2 separate regions of the Triticum aestivum genome follow, and region 1 is linked to region 2. The links are chromatin contacts, called in public Hi-C maps. All regions are on one chromosome and are shown on one strand. The core of a region is the stretch at or near the end of the contact, and the rest is flanking DNA. Distances in the headings are between cores, read along the strand shown. Region 1 holds the start of LOC100136974 (serine/threonine-protein kinase STY13). Region 2 has its middle 5.3 kb from the start of LOC123163812.

The links. Hi-C and Micro-C count contacts between places; a contact is called where the count stands out from the background.
Region 1: a Hi-C map of leaf shows a contact between it and region 2, with 5 times the contacts expected there. The contact joins the promoter of LOC100136974 here to the enhancer-like site in region 2. A contact is called at or near these places in 2 of 5 Hi-C or Micro-C datasets (both in leaf).

What each region holds. Positions count from the first base shown.
Region 1 is chr7D:589,289,790-589,296,919 of IWGSC CS RefSeq v2.1, reverse strand. LOC100136974 (serine/threonine-protein kinase STY13) reads right to left here and starts at 1,438. Exons shown (of 3, transcript XM_044586215.1): 1 at 1,239-1,438; 2 at 1-718. The coding sequence starts at 646.
Region 2 is chr7D:589,121,922-589,128,920 of IWGSC CS RefSeq v2.1, reverse strand. No RefSeq gene overlaps it. Among protein-coding and RNA genes, the nearest start is that of LOC123163812, 5.3 kb to the right of the region's middle. Within about 2 kb of position 2,475, at least 6 of the 8 cell types and tissues checked have an H3K27ac peak or open chromatin away from gene starts, as enhancers often do. A contact at or near this core is called in leaf, where this site is marked.

The DNA of each region.
Region 1 (7,130 bases), core at 189-2,688, 170 kb before region 2:
TCGACTTCCTGCATGCCCCGATGAACCTTACGATATTTGGGTGCCTCAACGTGGAAAGCATCATAACTTCTTGCACAAACTGCTGTTCCATCAACTGTGCTCTCTCTAGGTCATTCTCAGGCTTCTCCAGCAGCTTAATGGCAACATCTTCCCCATTGTATGTTCCCCGATACAGCTTCCCAAAGGCCCCCTGAGCAAAAGGAGCCCCCATGTCCAGCTTCCCCAGATCAATGGTCCACGCCTCATAGTTAGTGAGTATCTCCGTCGGATGAGTGGGGTCCATCAAAACCCGAGCCAACGCATCCTCCTTGAGAACAGAGGCAGCAGCCTTGTTGGGATAGATGACGCTGTTGCAAACCGAATAGTTCGGTGTGGGAACGTCACGGAGGCCCGGGTGGTTGAGCATGACGGTGCGGGACTCGTTGGAGGCCACGCTGCTGTTATCCACCGACATGGCGACCGAGCCGCCGACATAGTTCATCGAGTTCATGTTGTCCGTGCTGTCCACCGACATGTGGGAGCTCTCCCCGACCTTGTGGTAATACGGCATGTCGTAGAAGCCGTTGCTCTCGTTCTCCAGCTTCCCCCTGCCGCCACCGATGCCAGCGCCGCCCAGCATATTGTGGAACCTTGCCCCCTCAATCATCTTTCAAAGATGCAACACACACCGATGGCAGGGTTTCTGAAAATGATCTGTTCTCCAGCAATGAAATGGTCCCTGCATATATAACCAGGACAGAGTATATTACTGCCTATATCTAAATGTGCAACACATATAACCTAACCTACACAGGACAAGGTAAATCTGGCCCATTGCACGGCTGTGGAGTATGGATAGCAGGCCCCAAAATCCATCCAGCAGCAGCAGCAAATTTAACCTATGTTGACACAGACCAAATTGAGCTTCACCCACGCGACCGATGCAAGGCGTGGCACCGAAGCTTCCCTACCTACGCATTCACCCCTAAACCAACCAAAACTAACCCACAGAGGTTAAAAGCAGGGGGGCTCGCCCAAAAAATGGCAACTCGGCCCTCCCCCCTGCCGAGACCGCCAATCGCCTCCAAAATCAAGCAGGCGGGAGTGGCGACCGAGCCTCAAAAACTAGGCCAGCCTCTCTCGCCGGCCGGCCGACGGACGGATGAGCGGAGCGGCGGCGGCCGACGAGAAGGAAATAGTAAGCGCAACCCTAGCACAGCAGGCGGTGAAATTGGGCGGACTGGGCGCGGCGGACGTACCTCGGCCGGGAGCGGGGCGGCGGCCGGAGGAGGGGGAGGGGAGCGGCGGGGGCGGCCGGACGGCGGGGGGAATCCGGGGGCGGATTGGCGTGCTGTGCCTGCCTGCGAGGCGACGACTCGGAAGGGAAGGGAAGTCGGGAGTGGAGGGGAGAAAGAGAGAGAGAAGAACAGCTCACTGTGGGATGGATTCCCCGTCGGCCTCGCTCTCCCTTTTTCTTCTCTTTCTTTTTTTCACCGTCGTCTCGGTGCGAGCGAGGATAATGTGAGAGAGAGTTCGACGGCCCATCTCGGCCCGGCCTCCGCTCCTGGGCCGGGCAGCTGGCCCGTCGACGGCCCGCCTCTGCTGCAGTTTAATTTCGCAGTACAGTCCGTGGCTTCAATTTTTTTAACAGTCACCGGGGGAGAGCTCTCCATCTGGATCTGATCTCTTTTAAAGAAAAACATGTCAGTTTATAAGAGAATCGGGTTAATAACGTGAGCAAGTTGACCCCGTTTATGAGAAAAACCGGGACCAAAAACCGTACATGTAACAGGGGTAAAAATGAGAAAGAAAAAAAAAGGGTGTCCAGAAGAAGGCACAACCTAGCTAGAAAACACAAGGACCATCATGACAAGAGGCACAGGTAGATGCGACGTGCCGTCGAGGGATCACACTACCAAAATTTTACAAGTTACATGACAAACATCTTGAAACATGCAAGATAATTTACTAGCAACAGGCCATACCTTCCTTTTCTAATCAAGAATTTCATTGCCGTTGTCCCGGTAATCAGACCCTCCGTTCATTTCCTGTCGCCGCTGATGTTGCATAGAGCTTCCTTGCTGGTCTGCACCCGAATAATCGATGCCACCAGCGCCACCATGAATCTGATCTTCTCCACCAACGCCATCGTGACCCGGTCGCCGCCACCAGCGCCACCATGAATCCGATCTTCTCCACCGACGCCATCGTGACCCGGTCGTCGCCACCACGGGTCAAGTGTCACCGCCGCCGAAAAGAGGGTGGAATTTGGGTGTGATTTTACCTCTCCACGGAGGGGAACCACCGAATCGAACATCGCCGCCGACCAACATCGGCTCTGCTTACCAATTTGTCAGATCCAATTGAAATCAAGAGGGCCGTCAATTATAGTAGGTAATTGAATCTGTCTATGCTCTAGCCTTTCGGCTGAAATGGGGAATGAAAAGCATAAAACGCAACCTAGCCACAACCCGATGTTTATATAGGCGGGAATTAACCCAGACAGGTAAGTGAAGGTAACCACAATAACGACAACTGGATGGTAAACAGTAGAGATAAGATCTCATACATTGAGCAACATCCAAACAATACGGAGCGAGGGGGCGGCCTAATTCATGAAGCGGTATCTGAAGAAATAGACAGACTCTGGATATGAACGGAACTTCGTCAGTTACCTAACACCTCCGTTGTTCCTGGGCCGAGCAGCCGGGCCTGTGACACCATCGACAGCCCGGCCCGCGTAAATCTACACCACCCAATTAATCAAGGCATGCTTGTGCTCAAACAAAAAAAAAGCAAGGCCTGCTAATCCCGCATCGGTAGAGACCATCGTCCAGCAGTCCTGTCCCTGCCGAGGGAGCCGGATCCTCTAACATTACGGAGAGAAGTCAGGGCTTGACATCCCTTGAGGAAAACAACTTGATATTCATTAAATCAAGAACTTTCAAAGCATGAGCACACACAATTCCTACTGTCTCGAACTGCCCACAACTACATGAAGCCGTTTGTTGGTGATTGTCTCCAACAACTTTGTATTCTTCTTCAAATGTTGCATATTTCCCATCAACACGCCTTCCAATCTTAATCATGTATTCATTGTCTCCGGGTAGTATATGAGCACATGCTGCCATTGACATCCCATATTCGGTTTGTAGCTTCAAATGTAGCAGGAGTATAAAGACTACTGACTTGTTGCAACATTGGAGTGGGGATTTTGATTCTAGGTAGACTCTTCCTACACTCGTACTCTGGATTTATATTAGTGTCTCTTTTCACTTTCACGGCTCTTTCAAAATGATGAACAAGGCGGTTGATATCTAAATATGAATTGAGATGGTTCTTTAGGTCATTGTTCAACCTGTAGGAATCTGGGAGGGGATTGGGGGGCTCTTGTTGCATGCGTGCTTGCCTGCGAGGCGACGACTCAGAAGGGAGGAAGTTGGGAATGGAGGGGGAGAGAGAGAGAGGAAGAAGAAGAACTCACTGTGGGATGGATTCCCCGCCGGCCTCCCTCTCTCTTTTACTTTCCTTTTTCACCATCTCGGTGCGAGCAAAGATAATGTGAGATTTTAGCGGCCTAGCCCTCTGCTCCTGGGCCGGCAACTGGTCCGCCGACAACCCGCAAAAACAAAAAATCTACTGTAGTTTAATTAATTATGTTTTTCTAAAAAAAGTTTAATTAATTACTATTAGGGCAAATTTCTCCCTTAGTGGTTTTGGTCATTGATGACAATGTGTTTTGCGGACTAACCATGTGCATTGAGTTTTCAGAGATTATTAAATGGCACAAGATGGTTTGTTTCCCATCGGTGATTTGAAGGAAATATGCCCTAGAGGCAATAATAAAGTTGTTATTTATATTTCCTTATATCATGATAAATGTTTATTATTCATGCTAGAATTGTATTAACCGGAAACTTAGTACATGTGTGAATACATAGACAAACAGAGTGTCACTAGTATGCCACTACTTGACTAGCTCGTTGAATCAAAGATGGTTAAGTTTCCTAGCCATAGACATGAGTTGTCATTTGATTAACGGGATCACATCATTAGAGAATGATATGATTGACTTGACCCATTCCGTAAGCTTAGCACTTGATCGTTTAGTATATTGCTATTGCTTTCTTCATGACTTATACATGTTCCTATGACTATGAGATTATGCAACTCCCGAATACCGGAGGAACACTTCGTGTGCTACCAAACGTCACAACGTAACTGGATGATTATAAAGGTGCCCTACAGGTGTCTCCGATGGTACTTTTTGAGTTGGCATAGATCAAGATTAGGATTTGTCACTCCGATTGTCCGAGAGGTATCTCTGGGCCCTCTCGGTAATGCACATCACTATAAGCCTTGCAAGCAATGTGACTAATGAGTTAGTTGCGGGATGATGCATTACGGAACGAGTAAAGAGACTTGCCGGTAACGAGATTGAACTAGGTATTGAGATACCGACGATCGAATCTCAGGCAAGTAACATACCGATGACAAAGGGAACAACGTATGTTGTTATGCGGTTTGACTGATAAAGATCTTCGTAGAATATGTGGGAGCCAATATGAACATCCAGGTTCCGCTATTGGTTATTGACCGGAGACGTGTCCCGGTCATGTCTACATAGTTCTCGAACCCGTAGGGTCCGCACGCTTAACATTCGGTGACGATCGGTATTATGAGTTTATGTGTTTTGATGTACTGAAGATAGTTCGGAGTCCCGAATGTGATCACGGACATGACGAGGAGTCTCGAAATGGTCGAGACATAATGATTGATATATTGGACGACTATATTCGGACACCGGAAGTGTTCCAGGTGATTTCGGAGAAAACCGGAGTGCCGGAGGGTTACCGAAACCCCCCCGGGAGAACTAATGGGCCACATGGGCCTTAGTGGAGAGAGAGAGAGGGCCGGCCAGGGCAGGCCGCGTGCCCCCTCCCCCTCTGGTCCGAATTGGACTAGGGAAGGGGGGCGGCACCCCCCTTTCCTTCTCCCGCTCCTCCTTCCTTTCCCCCTCCTAGTAGGAGTAGGAAAGGGGAGTCCTACTCCTACTAGGAGGAGGACTCCTCCTCTCCTGGCACGCCCCAAGGGCCGGCCGTCCTCCCCCTTGCTCCTTTATATACGGGGGCAGGAGGGCACCCTAGAACACACAAGTTGATTGTTTCCGGCCGTGTGCGGTGCCCCTCCACCATAATCCGCCTCGGTCATATCGTCGTAGTGCTTAGGCGAAGCCCTGCGCCGGTAGCTTCATCATCACCGTAATCACGCCGTCGTGCTGACGAAGCTCTCCCTCGACATTCTGCTGGATCGTGAGTTCGTGGGACGTCACCGAGCCGAACGTGTGGAGATCGCGGAGGTGCCGTACTTTTGGTACTAGGATCGGTCAATCATGAAGACGTACGACTACATCAACCGCGTTGTCATAATGCTTCCGCTTTCGGTCTACGAGGGTACGTGGACAACACTCTCCCCTCTTGTTACTATGCATCACCATGATCTTGCGTGTGCGTAGGATTTTTTTGAAATTACTATGTTCCCCAACAGTGGTATCAGAGCCAGGTTTATGCGTAGATGTCATATGCACAAGTAGAACACAAGTGATTTGTGGTCAATAATAGTCATACTGCTTACCAGCATGTCATACTTTGATTCGGCGGTATTGTTGGATGAAGCGGCCCGGGCCGACATTACGCGTACGCTTACACAAGACTGGTTCTACCGACGAGCTTCACACACAGGTGGCTGGCGGGTGTCAGTTTCTCCAACTTTAGTTGAATCGAGTGTGGCTACGCCCGGTCCTTGTTGAAGGTTAAAACAACACATACTTGACGAAAAATCGTTGTGGTTTTGATGCGTAGGTAAGAATGGTTCTTGCTCAACCCATAGCAGCCACGTAAAACTTGCAACAATAAAGTAGAGGACGTCTATCTTGTTTTTGCAGGGCATGTTGTGATGTGATATGGTCAAGACATGATGCTAAATTTTATTGTATGAGATGATCATGTTTTGTAATGGAGTTATCGGCAACTGGCAGGAGCCATATGGTTGTCGCTTTATTGTATGAAATGCAATCGCCATGTAATTGGTTTACTTTATCACTAAGCGGTAGCAATAGTCGTAGAAGCAATAGTTGGCGAGACGACAACGATGCTACGATGGAGATCAAGGTGTCGCGCCGATGACGATGGTGATCATGACGGTGCTTTGGAGATGGAGATCAAAGGCACAAGATGATGATGGCCATATCATATCACTTATATTGATTGCATGTGATGCTTATCCTTTATGCATCTTATTTTGCTTAGTTCGGCGGTAGCATTATAAGATGACCTCTCACTAAATTTCAAAGTACAAGTGTTCTCCCTGAGTATGCCCCGTTGCGAAAGTTCGTCGTGCCGAGACACTACGTGATGATCGGGTGTGATAAGCTCTACGTTCACATACAACGGGTGCAAGCCAGTTTTGCACACATAGAATACTCGGGTTAAACTTGACGAGCCTAGCATATGCAGATATGGCCTCGGAACACTGACACCGAAAGGTCGAGCGTGAATCATATAGTAGATATGACCAACATAGTGATGTTCACCATTGAAAACTACATCTCACGTGATGATCGGACATGGTTTAGTTGATATGGATCACGTGATCACTTAGATGATTAGAGGGATGTCTATCTAAGTGGGAGTTCTTTAGTAATATGATTAATTGAACTTTAATTTATCATGAACTTAGTACCTGAGAGTATTTTGCATGTCTATGTTGTTGTAGATAGATGGCCCGTGCTATTGTTCCGTTGAATTTTAATGCGTTCCTAGAGAAAGCTAAGTTGAAATATGATGGTAGCAACTACACAGACTGGGTCCGTAACTTGAGGAGTATCCTCATTGCTGCACAGAAGAATTATGTCCTGGAAGCACCGCTAGGCGCCAAACCCGTTGGAGGAGGAACGCCTGGTGTTATGAACGTCTGGCAGAGCAAAGCTGATGACTACTCGATAGTTCAGTGTGCCATGCTTTACGGCTTAGAACCGGGACTTCAACGATGTTTTGAACGTCATGGAGCATATGAGATGTTCCAGGAGTTGAAGTTAATATTTCAAGCAAATGCCCGGATTGAGAGGTATGAAGTCTCCAATAAGTTCTATA
Region 2 (6,999 bases), core at 1,226-3,725:
AAAAAGAAAACAAAGCCCAGCGAAGGAAAAAAAATGATGAAAACAGGTCGGCCCAGTAGCTACAACGATCGAGCCCCCAAAACACGACGATACAAGACGCGGCAGTGAAGCTTTCCTACCTACGCATTCCCAGACCCTCAAAAAAAAAACTACGCATTCCCCTCCTAAACTAAACTAAACTAACCCCCTGTCGAGACCACTAATCGCCTCTAAAATCCAGCTAGCAGGAGCAGCGACCCAGACCCAAAAACTTGGCCAGCCTCTCTCTTGCCAGCCGGCCGACGGTTGAGCGGAGTGACGGCGGCCGACGAGAAAGAAATAGTAAGCGCAACCCTAGCACAGCAGACGGTGAAATTGGGCGGAGTGGGCACGACGCACGTACCTCGGCCGGGAGCGGGGCGGCGGCCGGACGGCGGGGAGAATCCGGGAGGGGATTGGCATGTTGTGCCTGCCTGGGAGGCGGCGACTCGGAAGGGAAAGGAAGGGAAGGAAGTCGTGAGTGGAGGAGGAGAGAGAGAGAGATAGATTGATTGAGAAGAAGAGCTCACTGTGGGATAGATTCCCCGTCAACCTCGCTCTCTCTTTTTCTTTTCTTTTTTCACCGTCTTCTTGGTGCGAGCGAGGATAATGTGAGACTTTAACGACCATCTCGTCCCGGTCCTTTGCTCCCGGGCTGGGCGGTTGGTCCGTCGACGGCCCGCAAAAAAGGAAACTCTGATGCAGTTTAATTTCGCAGTACATTCCATGACTTCAAATTTTTTAACTGTCTGGCCCTGGACATAGTGTGGAATCTGTGGAAAGAACACAACAAGAGAACTTTTGAAGCAAAAAGAGGCATCGGCTAATGTGGTTTTCTCCCTGATTAGGGACAAGGTTAAGGCCTTTAGGGCTGCTTGGCGCGAGGGATACCCCTGGTTTTTCTTGTTTCTTTCTTCTTCTTACCTTTATCATGTGCAAATCTTCTTTGTTTTAGCTCTTTCTGCAGGCTACTTTAGCTGTGTGTTTTTTTTGAAGCCAAGCATGTTGTGAGAAAGATAGCAAGAAACATGAAAGTCCAATTCAGAGACGAGCTGTGCAGATAGAAATTCATGTGTCGCGTTCTTCGAATTTCGCTCAACTTACATGATGATAGCGAACCATTTGTGGTGGTTATGTTCATCCTCAAGCTCTTTAAGCGTATTTCTTTGTATCTTTGAGTGCTTGTTTGTCATGGTTTGCTTACGCGGATGTCATTCATTGCTGGACTATTTGTTGAAATTAGCATTGGTTAGCCGGCCGCCGCCTCCCCAAAACTAGGGTTCTTTGCCTTCCACCGGCGCCGGCGCCGGTCCATCCCATCTCCGGTGGCCTTAGGGCCATGGAGGCGGAGTGGATCTCGGCCCTTGCCGGTGGGAGGGCTCCGCTTTCATATCTTTTTTTAAGCTTTGTTAGGGTTTGTGTCCTGCTCAGGAAGGCGAGACGGCGGTGGCTATGTGAAGATGGAATAAAGGTTTCCCCGTCTAGTCCCCGTTCCGGTGATGTGTGTAGCATCATCGGTGGGCGTGTGGAGGTGTGTCTCCGGCGGATCTATCTTTGGTGGATTTGCTCGGATCTGTTCATCGTTCGTCTTCGTTCGTGTGTCTTCAGGTTGGATCCTTTTGATCTACACTCTTCATCTGCGGTGGTTGCTGTTCTGGTGCGTTGGTTCCATGGGGCCTTAGCACGACGACTTCCCGACTATCTACTACAACAATGTTTGCCCGGCTCTGGCGAGGGAGGGGCGATGACAGCGGCGCGCCTTCGGCTCGCTTCAGTGCTTGTAGTCGTCACTAGGTGGTCTACAGTTCTGGATGTAATTTTTATTATTTCTAGTGTCCGTTGTACTATCATGATTGAAGATGAATAGATTGAAAGTTTTTCTGAAAAAAGAAAGAAATTAGCATTGGTTGAGACGTGCAAACTTACTAGTTATGTAAATCTTGTTCTATGGCATTTTTTCGGCAATACCAGCTATCTGTTTCAAACATGCATCAAATCTCGCAAAAAGGAAAAATGAGCTGGCGGTTTGGGTACACGACGATGCATCGATCCTGACCGGGTCAGCTTCAGGCTGGAGGCTGGAGGCTGGAGTGGCCCATACGTGCGTGCAGAGACCGGCGCACGCACGCACGCACCCCCGGGCACGCGACCGGACGACCAATCAGCCAGCGAGCCAGAGAAACGCGTCCGCGGTCTACGCCCGCCCGCCCGTGCTGGCTGGCTGGCTGGCAAGGGCGTCCCGCGCCGCAGATGGCTCCGTTTTCCCTCCCACGGCCACCAAAGACCGAGCGCAAGACGCCGTCCATCCCCTCCCCCGGGCGGGCCGCGCGTGGGTGGAGGAGGAGGAGAGTGGCGACAAGCGAAACCGCGTGGCGCCTCTGCGCCGTGTGGCTGGTGTGGACGCGCGGGTCGGTGGCGAAGCAGAGGGGTCCGACTCGCACGGCGCAAATTTTTCTCCGTCTCCCCCCGCGGACCCGCTCCGGCCCGTGCAGTGCACCCCCGAGTCAACCATGGCCAGCCCAGCTCACTGCACTCCCGTCCATCTTTGGTAAACGGTAATGATGCCTGCTGCGCATGAGCGCGACGCTGCCAGCCAGGCTACCTACGACGCGATGCGTGTCGCCGTCTTTGTTTCGGCCGAAGCTGGACGCATGACAACGTGGACAAGACCACACAAACTCCGAGCTGTTGCCGATCAGTCATCCGTCCGTCCATCGAGCCGAACCTTCCGATCCTAACGAACCTGGGCAGATAGACAGGCAACAGAGATCGCGGCAGGGAGGCGGCCCTTCCCGCCCCGCCCTGCTCGTCGATCGTTACGCGTCGCCCTCCAAGGGCCATGTGCGGTCTTGGATTTTGTTCGGATTTTCGCACGCATGAATGAATGATGAGGCATACCAATCACGTTGGTTAGTTGCCGATTTAATTAGGCAACACTTGACATCGATTCTGCTCGCAGTTCAGTTTGGCGGGCCGGTGGGTGGCTCGTGTCGTGCAGACCTGATTGATTCATCAGGAGGGCACCTGGAATTAGGGGCATGTCTGCCCCTTGTTTTGCAACTTGTCGAGGGGATCCATCGATGATGCCTTCGTTGTGCTCCTCCTCGACCTCTTCGGGGTAGGTTAGGTCCATGTCCAACCACAACAACCTACTGTAGCTACCTAGTATATGCATACCCCGTGTTGCAAGCAACCAGCCTAAACACGCACCGCCTCTTCAATTCCCCGTCTTCTTTTCTTGTCTCACATCCGTCGTGTGGTCACTTTCATCATGGCAACGCGGTTTGTCATAAAGATGGGATGGCCGTGCTCGGTTTCGGCTAATTTTGGCTCGCGACATCCAGCCCTCAAGTCTTCCATATGTTTAATTATGATGATGCCAGGGGGCACATCGCCATAGTGTAACAACCATGGACCGAAATGGCGAGCTCAGCGGTGTCTCTTTTTTTTCTCGAGAAACTTTCAATCTATGCATCTTTAATCATTTTTTTGAAGATAATGCATCTTTAATCATGATAGTATAGAGAACAACGGAAGTAATAAAAATTACAATCATGTCCATGGACCACCTAGCGACCAACATGGTTGTAATTTTTATTACTTCTGTTATTCTTTGTACTGTCATGATTGAAGATGAATAGATTGGGAGTTTCTCGCAAAAAAGAAGAAGAAGAAGCTGTCCTTGGCTTTCTCAATGGCGATGCTATCTCTTATTGCGGCGACGGTGTCTCATCAGGGGTTCTTCGCCGACTGCTTACCTGCAAGGTTTTACCATCACCTTCACCGAATGAGGCCTTTTTTTTGTTTCAGTTTTGGTCTGGGAAAAAATGGAGCTGAAACAAACAACTACTATCTCAGAGCAGCCGTGGAACCACAGCCAAAAGCTGGAGCCTGCCCCCAAAAGTAAGACGTTCTTAAACACTGATATTAGTACTAGTTACCGAAAGATCCTCCGTGTAGTTAGTTATTTTTCGCTAACAAAAAAGTTTACTCCCATTGGCATCCACCTAGCAGCATCACAAAGACCAATCCACTGTCACTGTCCAATAATCCCTCTCTCTCTAATCATGCGCACTAACCACAATCAACCATACACAAAAGCAAGCAAAGCAATTTCTTTTAGAAAAACCCTCTGAGCCCCAATTGCTGCGCGTTGTTGCTGCCGCTGCAGCGGCGGTTTGGGGGGTGTTTGTTTCCAGGGACTTTTTGGTGTAGGGATTAGAAAAAGTCTCTCTTAGAGACTTTTTAACCAAACAGGAGGGACTAGTAGGGACTAAAAGTTGCTTTTTGGGACTAAATAAAGAAGACTCTCAAGGAGAGTCTTTTTTGGGACTTTTCCAACAATGCCTCTCCCTGCACCCATTGCCCCGCCGTCCCATGGTGTTGTTTGGTTGTTATTTTTCTATATATTAGGGGTAACATGGTCATTTAATAACCTCTAGTGAGGGACTAGGGACTTTTTAGTCCCTGAAAACAAACAGGGAGGGACTATTTAGGGACTAGAGACTTTTTAGTTGGGACTAGAAAAAGTCATAGGACTTATGAACCAAATAGGGCCAAAGTACGAAATTGAACGTAGATGGCAGCTATGTACATGCTACATGAGCTGCAGGAGGAGGCTTGGTTCTCCGCTCGGATCGCGGCGAAATTATATTCACTGCTTGTAGGGAGATTCGTACCTGCGACAATAGTCTCCATGCTGAACTAGCGGCTTGTAGGGAGGGCCTTGAGCTTGCACTACACCGGACTAAGCTCCCTATTGCAATCGAGATGGATAGTATCGAAGCCGTCAAAATGATAAAGGCCACGTGGGTTGACAGGTCGAAATTTCATGTACTCGTTGAGGAGATCAAGAGGATGGTCACTGATGACCCTAGGGAGATTTCTATTAATGCTATTAGTCGTTCGCAAAATAAAGTTAGTCATGAGCTCGCTGCATATGGTAGAAGTACTCCTCGTACTGCAGTTTGGCTGGGCTCAGGCTTAAGCAATATTGTTATCATGGTATTAGCTGACTTGCCTCCTTGAGTTAATAGAAATTTCCCCTTTTCCCGCAAAAAAAAGACCGTCCGAGCGCAGGAAAGAATGACCGGAGCCGTCCACCCCCCGGGCCCGCCGGGGCTGCGTGGGTGGAGTCCGGAGAGTGGCGACAAGCGAAACCGCGTGGCGCCGTGCGGCAGGTCGGTGGCAAGGCAATGAGAGCAACTCCAATGGGGCGACCCATTTCGTCCGCCCGCGTCCGTTTGGGTCGGCGCGGACAAAAGTGGCGGCCCAACGCGCCGACCCAAACGGACGCGCATCCGTTTTTCGTCCGCTGGCGACCCATTCCAGGCCCAATTTTGAGACGGATTTGCGTCGGCGCGGACGCGAGACGGACGCGCGCGCGCGCCTACTCCTCTCCCCGGGCCCGCCAGTCGGTGGCAGCCACCAACATTCCCCCCATTTTCCCCAAAAACGCTCCCGCCCGCGCGTGTCCCCGCCCCCCAACCAGCCATGGAGTTCGCCATCGACCTCGACCTCGACGCCGCTACCGGCCTCGCCTCGTCCGGCGCCGTCGCCCCCTCCGGGAAAGGCAAGCCTCGTGCCCCGCGCAAGACCGCCGCCGCGACCAAGTCGAAGAAGGCGCTGACGCCCGAACAGCGGGCAAGGGAGTCGGCCAAGAGGAAGGGCCGGAGGCACGCCGCGGACGCGAGAGATGAGGCCGCCACGCAGGCCGCCGCCGTCGCCGCCGCGCAGCAGGAGTTCACCAACGCCCGCGTCGCCGCAGCAACGAGGGAGGCGCTCTACATGCTAGGGGTAAACCCTAGCCAGCACAGCGTCCTCCAAGCCGCCGTCGCTGCGGCCAGCACCGGCTCGTCGGCGTTTCCTCGGATGGTGCTGCCCGACTCACCCAACGCGTCGACTTGCAACCCGGTCCCCGGCTTCCACGTCTACCCGCAGGCCTCCTGCCTCTCCAGGGAGTGCTCACCCGACGTGAGCGTGGCCGCGCCTTCCACGCCCGCGCCCGCGCCCATCGACCTCAGCGCCACCCCGGTGGTCGGTGGCTCGTCGTCCGGCGGCACGAGGAAACACGCGCGACAGACGCCGGCCAGCGGGCTCCTAGACGCCCGTAACCTGTTCGAGGAAATGCCGTCCGCCGTCGACGAGGACTACATGCAAAACCTCATCTTCGAGGGTGGTGCGCCAGGCGTTGGCTAAGATCCCGACGAGACACAAAGCCAGGACGGCCGCGGGGCGTTCACGCCGACCACTGGCTATGATCCCGATCAGGCGGCCTTCATGCGTGATCAGGTCGGCATCGACCTGGACGGCTTCCCCCTCGACCACGAGTTCCCGGAGGACTATGGGCTAGAGGAAGAGGACGAGTGCGACATCGAAGTGGAGCCTTTGTTCGAGGACGAGCTCGCCAACCAAACCGCCGGTCCTAAGCCGAAGCGCAAGAGCAAGCGCACGAAGGCGTACACAGCTGCCCGAGGACAAGCTTCTTTGCGAGTGTTGGCGAGACATTGGACAAGACCCAAAGACGGGCGCCGAGCAAAAGCATTCAACCTTTTGGACTCGTGTGCACCGCGAGTTTCATGAGCGCAAGAAGTTTCCACCTTACCAATTTGTGAGCACGCGCGGGTGGGTCTCCATTTCCAAGCGGTGGAGGGTGATCCAACAAGAGTGCAACAAGTTTTGCGCCACCCTTGAGAGCGTCAAGGCCCGCCCCTTGAGCGGCATCGGCGTGCAAGACATGGTATGATAGCAAGCAAGCTGCCCTCTTTTGTGCCATAAAGAGCATTCTTTTACGTCTTCATTTGCTACCACTTGCCCATATGCTTGCATGGAAACATTTTGTAGGCATTTCAAGCTTTGGAGGCATTCAAGGTTCAACACAATGGCAAGCGCTTCAACCTCTCCCATTGCTATCGGGTCATCAAGGACGAAGAGAAGTTCAAGGCACAATATGCCGCACTCAAGGCACGTGGGGGGAAGGGC